Linked DNA regions of Zea mays: region 2 is linked to region 1. The links are chromatin contacts, called in public Hi-C maps. All regions are on one chromosome and are shown on one strand. Each heading gives the region's core, a stretch centred on a gene start, on an enhancer-like site or on the middle of the called end of the contact. The rest is flanking DNA. Distances are from core to core; before and after follow the strand shown.

Evidence for each region. A called contact is a pair of places that touch in the nucleus more often than the background predicts.
Region 2: a contact with region 1 is called in a Hi-C map of tassel, with 4 times the contacts expected there. The contact joins the promoter of LOC100285951 here to the enhancer-like site in region 1. A contact is called at or near these places in 4 of 25 Hi-C or Micro-C datasets (bundle sheath, ear, leaf and 1 more).

The regions. Positions count from the first base shown.
Region 1 is chr6:144,103,361-144,107,384 of Zm-B73-REFERENCE-NAM-5.0, forward strand. It overlaps LOC100191237 (putative glyoxalase family protein), which reads right to left. Exons shown (of 9, transcript NM_001136671.1): 9 at 2,585-2,935. The coding sequence ends at 2,891. Among protein-coding and RNA genes, the nearest start is that of LOC100191581, 8.1 kb to the left of the region's middle. Within about 2 kb of position 2,196, at least 17 of the 20 cell types and tissues checked have an H3K27ac peak or open chromatin away from gene starts, as enhancers often do. A contact at or near this core is called in bundle sheath, ear, leaf and 1 more, where this site is marked.
Region 2 is chr6:144,182,086-144,186,109 of Zm-B73-REFERENCE-NAM-5.0, forward strand. LOC100285951 reads left to right here and starts at 2,331. Exons shown (of 8, transcript NM_001413922.1): 1 at 2,331-2,604; 2 at 2,721-3,066.

The DNA of each region.
Region 1 (4,024 bases), core at 946-3,445:
ATTGTCTTCCTTTTTTTTAATAAAAACTGTCAGACTCTGCAAACTTTGACCAAGATTGCTCTTTGAAATATCTAGCATTGTCATTTGTTGAAAATTTTGCTATTTTGCCACTCTCGGGTTTGTTTCTCAACAATTATGTCATCTCATGTCTATAAATTGTAGGATCATCTGTGTCTATGATTTCTAGTCTCGATGGCAAACTAACGAAGCTCACAAATAATAATGACAAAATTGCAAATGACTCGTCGTTTGCTCTGAGATCGTTGGATGGTAAAAATTAGAAGGTATTCATTCTCCATGGTGAATTTATGTTTTATTGAATTGTATTAAAGTATTAATCCATCTGCATGAGAAGAAACTAAGGGCATATACAACCCCATTTAATATATGTGTTGTTTGGTTCACGAAATGTAACGCAAAGGGTAATGGTAATGGTTTATAACACTCGATTACTGTCGGTAACAAGTTTGAATAGTCCGGTATCAATTTTTAGTATGGTATCTGGTTACGGTTGGACTAAAACAAACATGATTTAACGTTATCACTTACCTATTACGTTACAAATATGTGAACCAAACGGTACCATAGTGTCTCTTGAGGGGTCTCTAGAGGGTTAATTAAAAAAAATACAAGAGACGAACTCTTCGTTAATAGCCCGTCTCTGCACGACTCTCCCTATATATTATCTCTTATCTGCATTTATGATGTAGGGGCTCGGCGTTGTATCATACAATTTCTTAATTGTCTCTTATACTTTGAAAAGCGAACCACCACCTCACGGTTGTGCATGCCCTAATAGCATCTCCTTGTCGGTTGTCAGTATGATCTGTTTTCACATTATGGCTTTCACTTCCTACCTTGTCTTCCTAAAATAATATTGAACTATGAAAATGGTTTAAAATAAGGACTAGTTTGAAAACTTAAATATCATGCGGATTCCTAGGAATTAAGGGAGAAATTAGCTTAATTGGTCGAGTCGTCGCGATAATATAAATTCATCACTTTCTAGATCCTAAATCGTATGTACTCCTTCATCTTTTTCAGCATGTAATCCACATGTTACTCAAATTCTTCCTGCAACAAGATTTTTCTCACAGCCAATCTCAGAAAAGATCGTCAGAAAAACAAACTGAAACAGACCCAAAATCAAGGGCTTGCATAGCACGGCAGCGCAGGCATGTGGCCCGTCGTCTCTCCTCAACTTATCTATAGGAGCACACACGCTATTTAATTTGAACACCTTCTTAATAAGTTATCATACTACCATGTGGTACTAATTCCACTATCACTTTAGCATTTATTGTACAACACTTATTGTAGATATTTGAAAATCTTTGATTGATTGCTTAAACTAGTTACAGGATAAGCCCAATCAATCCGACACGACTCAGTCTGGTACGGTTGTTCTCATTTTTCATGACTAATACATATTTTCTTTAAATTGTAGACGATTTGTACGGTTGTTCTCTTTTTTGAGGATCAGTACTGATTTTCTTTATATATTAGACGACGCTTACACTAACCTATTCATCTTAAGGTCTACCAGTTCAGTTTATTTGCTTTGGATAGCATGTGCGCGTCGGAGGGTAAGGATGAACCATTGGATGCCAATCCATCAAACTATGGTCTATTGTTATGTTCCTCGGCCACCAGTATACGTGGCCAATGCGCTGTGTCGGATCGGCATGGTCCGAGCCCGTCACGGTCGGGCCGAAGCACAGCACAGGTAAATAGGGTCATGTTGTGTTCGCTTATGGGCCGAAATCTAAATCCAAACACGATCAGACTAGTTTAACGGGTCGTATCGAGCCATCGTGTCGTGTCGTGCTACCGTGCCGGATGGCCCACGGCCTGACTTGTAATAGAGCTAAAAAAATAACTTATTTCCCCTTTTTTTATTGCTCATTTTTCTATTTTTTAATAGAGCTCGAAATTGGGGGTAAAGTCAATCATACATGTATATATGGTGGGCTAGATTGGGCAAGTAAAGTTCGACCACAAATAGATCGTGCCGGATCGTGCTCAACCTGATGGGCTATTCGTGTTTCTACCATCAGGCTCAATAAGCCCATAGTAAATAGGTCGTGCTCGTGTCGTCCCATGAGCTTGTCCATAAAACCAAACACATAAGCCTCATGCCGGCCCAGGCACAGTTATTATCAACATCGTGCCTGTGCTGTTCTAAAATTCGTGCCAGCTCATAGCCGAGCCCATCTGATGAGCTATAGCCCACCAGTAGTGAACTCGGCCCAACGTCAAGGCTAGGCTCCACGAAGAAATAAAGAAAAACACAGACCAGCTCAGTCCACTTCAGGTCCGCTGCTCCACGAAGATCAAATGAGGATTCGGCTGGGCCGCGGACTTAAAACCAAAATCTTCTTCCTACGGTAGTTCTAGGGCCAGAATGAAAACTTAATAAATCTCCTGTAGGATTAATCTATAGAAATCTAAACTAGCCCTAAGAGCGTAAGATTTCTAAACTAGCCCTAAGAGCCTATGGTAGCTCTAATACTTCAGAGCTGGTTTGTGGTTTGTTGACAATGAAATTGGAGAGAATTCATGGAAAAATAAATCACTTGCTATTCAAGTCACCAAACCAGCCCTTATATTGCCGCTTGAAAGAAGACGATTTTCTTACCCATGAATCATTTCCATTGAACTTATGCATTAAAATGCATAATACAAAAACGGTTGCGCATCTATATAGATCTGCAAGGAAAATCTAATGCTCTATCAACTATCAATTGCGATGATGCCGTAGATTGGACGACCTATCTACAATCCTCAGTTTGAGGCTGTGGCTTTACAAAGATTTTGCAGGTCATGCATGGAACTCACGGGGTGCAACCGTATGGAGCTTGATGTACCAAGTTGAGATCTCTAGCAAAGCTCATTCTTCCAACTCCTTCAGAAAATCTATGTTATCGACAAACACCTGCATTATTGAAAAGAATGTCTATCATTGGCAAGAATATCCGCAACAAAAAATAGCACAAAAAATTATATATTCCCACATCAATTCATCCTGACAATGGTCTAAGTATGTATTTTGGGTTATTTCAACGATCAATTTCAATAAGTAGCAGAAAAAATAATATATTTCAATAAGTATGTATTTTGGGTTATTTCAATGATCAATTTCAATAAGTACCCCCCAAAAAATAATATATTTCAATTGTTGATGCCGCAGAAATCAGCAATTAAAAAATACACCACATCACAATAAAGTTGCATGACTTAAAATCTAGCTCAATTCAATCAATAATGTGAATAGACAAGAATTTTATCAAAACTCAATTGATAACTCAATAAAAAATATACGATCTTTAAATACTTCAATACTTTGCCACAAAGTAACACACTCATATCAATTTTTGTATGTAGTAACTTACCATTCCACCTAGAACACACATAGTATGCTTTATGGGTTTCTTATTAACTTTGTCATAGGACAAACTATTGACAATGAGAATATACCAACAGTCTAGAAACATCAACATTAAAGGTAAACACTCCTCGTTAAAGCCACAGAAACATCAACATTTAAGGCCTCATTTGGATAGGGCGGGATTGACGTTGATTGGAGGCCAAACCCTGCCACCCGTGGATCAGATCCACGCCGGGCTAGCAACCCACGTGGGCTTGTTTGGTTTATTCCCATTCCATGTGGATTGGAGTGGATTGAGGTGTAATTTGACTTGTTATTGACCTAATCCGACTCAATCACACCCAATCCACATGGATTAACTACAAAACGAACAAGCCCTAAGGTGCAAAATCCATATTTGAGAAGAGTGTGGACAGGAGCTAATCCAACTCAATCCCCCTCAAACCGCGTGGATCTTGCTCATCTCCACTCCTGGCCAGGAATGACATGCTCGTGTAACTCCGCTTTCGGAAAAAGGTGATGTCGTGCATCCCTCCTCTCCCGTGCGGCGGCGGGTGAATCAAGTGCGCCTCTCCCAGCTCACATCCCCACTCTCCTTTCAATCCTCTGCAAGTAGGGGAAGTTTTAGCAAATAAA
Region 2 (4,024 bases), core at 1,081-3,580, 79 kb after region 1:
ACTTAATATGTAGTAGGTTGGAATGAGTATTGTGTCTTCAATGTGCTGGTTGGGGGGTATTTCTAACCCCCTAACAACCAAAAGAGACATTAGAGTAAATGGGCAAAAAGTTGTCTACGAAGCAGTGCACCGGACCCTAAACAGTGCCAGTCTGGTGCGCTACCGAGTCGTGAACAGTGTCATTGCAGGTGGCCGTTCTCCTCTTGACAGTCGACCGTTTGGGATGTCAGACGGTTCGGTGCCTCAACTTCAATAGTGTATGTTTTACATGCTCTCTATGAACTCAGTCCGAATAGCCACCAGACCCGCCCAGTGCGCCGACGACGAAATGACCAAGTCTAACCCCTGTTCTCGAACGGTTCGGTGTGCCACCGGACCGGTCTGGTGCCTCTAGCAACAGTGCAATTTTTCTTACTTTGTCCAAATCTTTTTGACTGGCTTTGAGGGTGTTCCTATGACTTAGAAAAACATATCTAGTGACAATCCAACTAGTCTAAGTCATGGTTCTTGGACTTTTTGTTCTCTCTAACTCAGAGTCCTATTTTTGCTCAAACTCAGAGTCCTGTTTTTGCTCAAACTAGCTAACCATCTTCTTTAGATGTGTAAACTAGGTTCCTAGGGATATTTAGAACTTATCCAAAGCATGGAACTACATATAGTTCATATTTTCTAGGTTTTATCCTTTTTGGTTGGTTTTGCATGTTTTTGACTTAGAACTGAATTGAATGGACTTATGCACATGTGAATCAAATACTAGGCAAACTAGTTAGTCCATAAGGTTGTAATGGTCATCAAGCACCAAAATCACTTAGAGAAAATGGTTAAGCCCATTTCCATTCTAGTCATTAGCTTATCAATGCATTAAGAAAACACACGATCTCATTAACCTCAGAAAAAGACAAGTATATGTGAACTCTCTACTATTATAAAGCACCCGTTTTCCTGGTTTCCATGGTTCATCCATCATAAGCATCGAACAACTATGCCATTCTGAAATCCTAGATCACACGACTAAGCTCTATCAAAAACACCCTATACATGTATAGTCTTAGCCTGTCAAGATTCGATATGCGGTAGCCCCTCCTCCCGGCTCCAGCCACAACCCATGGCGATGACGGTGCCGCAGATGGCAGTGACACCTACTGCCCACCATTTGCATGGCGCGAACGCGGCATCCCTGGCCCCCGCTGCACCTCGATTGTCTTGCCACCACTCGCTTCATGGTCACCACATGAGATCCCCTAGACCTACTCCACCTTGTGGCAAGGGAGCATGGCTCATCGTCGTAGATGAAGACGACAAGCGAGACCCACGCCTCTAGGCTATGACCTCCATCGATGTATAAAGCCGCCAACACCCACCTCCTCCTCAGATCCCTCTCCCCTACTCAGATCCCTCGCCACCGTCGTCTCCACTAGAGATGGCAATGGAGCTTCGATCCCCGATTCCCCGCGGGGATTCCTCCAATAGGGAATAAGGACGGGGAAGTTTTTCCCCCACGAGGATGTAAACGGGGAAAATTTTCTCGGGTAAATGTTTCCTCGTCTTCATCCCCGTTCCCCGTGGGGACCCGTTAAACCTGTACGTGATGATGTTTTCGTGTAATAGTTAACGATAAAATAAATGGTTACCATGTTAAGTGATCAATCATTTGACAAATGTGTTTACACATGATGATTTATTACATCTAACAATAAGTATAAGTAAAAATGTTTTGCATTAATAACAAATGGTGTATGTTCTAATTATAATTTAAACGGTCCGTCGGGATTTATCCCCGTGAGGAACGAGGATATGGTAGAAATGTCCCCTATAAGGGCTAATTTGGGAGCCACAAAATCGAAGAGAATTGGAGGGACTAAAATCCCCTCATTATTCAGTTTAAAATAAGGAGAGGATTTTAGCCCTTCAATCCCCTCCGGCATTTGGACTCCCAAACTAGCCCTAAGGACTAGTTTGGGAGTTCAGAAATCGGAGGAGCTTTTAGCCCCTTCTTATTCAAACCCCTTCTTATTTAAAATTGAATAAGAAGGGGATTCTAGCCCCTCCAATCCGCTCCGGTTTTGTGACTCCCAAACTAGCCTTAGGTCTTGTTCGTTTTTATCGGATTGCACCTGAAATCGTTGCAGCTAATCAAAGTTTATATAAATTAGAGAAGCACTTCGGTTAGGAATCGTTTCGACCCACCAATCCAGCACAAATGAACAAGGCCTTAAACGTTTATAAAGATTTTCACGAGAAAATTTTTATGTCGACGGCTATGGGAGCTATTCACAGAATGGGAATTTCCGGTTGCCATCCGTAACCTCCACCCACCTCGCGCTCTCGCTGTTCTGCAACACGTGGGTCAGTCGAAGCGGGCTCATCTGCACTGCTGGGTTGTCTAGGACACGACCCTACATCGCGGCTCGCGGGCGTCAGGGCGCAGATCAGCCATGCCTTCCATCGAGCAGTTCCAGCATTGGATGGCAACCAACGTGTGTGCTCTTGTCTTCGTTTATCCGTGCGTGGGTTCTTTCGTCTGGCTGGGGACTCCTGCACGCCGGCTCTCGTACGACCGCCGTTCTCCCGGACTTCGTCGGCTCCCACTTTTGGAACTTCTAGGTGATTCCATCCCTCCTTGCACTCGCTATGCGTGAGCTTGATGGCGCCTATGCGATTTACTTTCTTTGACGACTCTCAGTGGGGCGTGCCTGATCCTCTTATGGCTCCTCTTCCAGTCTATTGTCGCCTTCTAGCAGAGATTGGTGGAAGACGACGATGTCTCGCTAAAGGAGAGGAGTGGAGGAGGCGGGAGCAGCAAGAATGGCGTGCTCCACCAATCTCTGCTTCTCAGTGTCGATTCCTCCTCTCCCAGCCTCTTGTTCTTCTGACTCCTCCCCCTTCCGCACAATGGAGCGTGTGTCCTGCACTCTGTCCAGGTATGTTTCTTGTTGCCCTACCTCCATAGGCATTGGTGAAGCGGTTACGGTGATGGGGATGGGCAAGATCGTGCGGTGGTGCGCTGGGAAGTAGCACTTCCTCGCCAAGAGGAACACCAGGCGCAAGAAGAGGCTCTCCAATATGGTATTCTTCTATCCATCCACTATAGTGTCACTGAAATTTTGTTCAGTTGCTTAATTTGTCTCAGAGGTCATTTGTATAGCTATAAAATTCTCCGTTGGTCCGTCTCCGTGACATGTTGATGTGGAATGTTGATTTCAATAGCGCAATGTGCTCTCGTCTTTTTATTGCTTGATATTTTTATTGTGATAATGTTCATGGAAATTGGAAATGCAAAATGCAAGGCGAGAGTTTGCTTCGCGGATATGTTCTGCGGTGCTTCATTTGTTACTTTCTAGGCATCTCGGTGTACTCATGGACTATTCCTCAAATGTGTGTGGGCTAATATAGATGGCATGAAAAGCTTTTGGCTACAATTTCTTCTTTTATTTTCACTAGCTAGGTAGGAATATATGTTTGAAAATTAGCAACTTGTAGTGTTTGTTAGGTACTAAAGTAACTGGATTCCACTACTCAACACAGAAATGCATCTCATCCCATTCATCAAATCTTAGCCATGCTAAGCAACCTGACTCCCTGCTATCTAACTACCATATCATGTTTGCTATCACTATTTTTTAAAGCAAGAACCAGTGCATCAGTTGAAGTATACATAACAAATCAAATTTTAGGCGATCACATAGTATGAAATATCATGAGCAAGGATTATCATAGATAATCTTTCATGTAAAATGAAAACACTATAAAATTTACCCAAGGGTAAAAGTAGAATAAGTACTCATACAAACTCTAGCATAGATTATTCAATTCTTTTGTTTTTGTAATTAGCATGTCAAATAGCCATTTAAATTGGACAAATAAGACAAGATAAAGGATCAAGAAAGCAAAGTGCTATATCAGAATTAATGGTTGATGTTTTCACAAGTCGTGTTGACCAGCGCTACTTTTGTATTTGATATTGTGTAGAAAAAAGACATTGGTGTTAGCAATCTTCATGATGTATGACATTCAACAAAAAGGA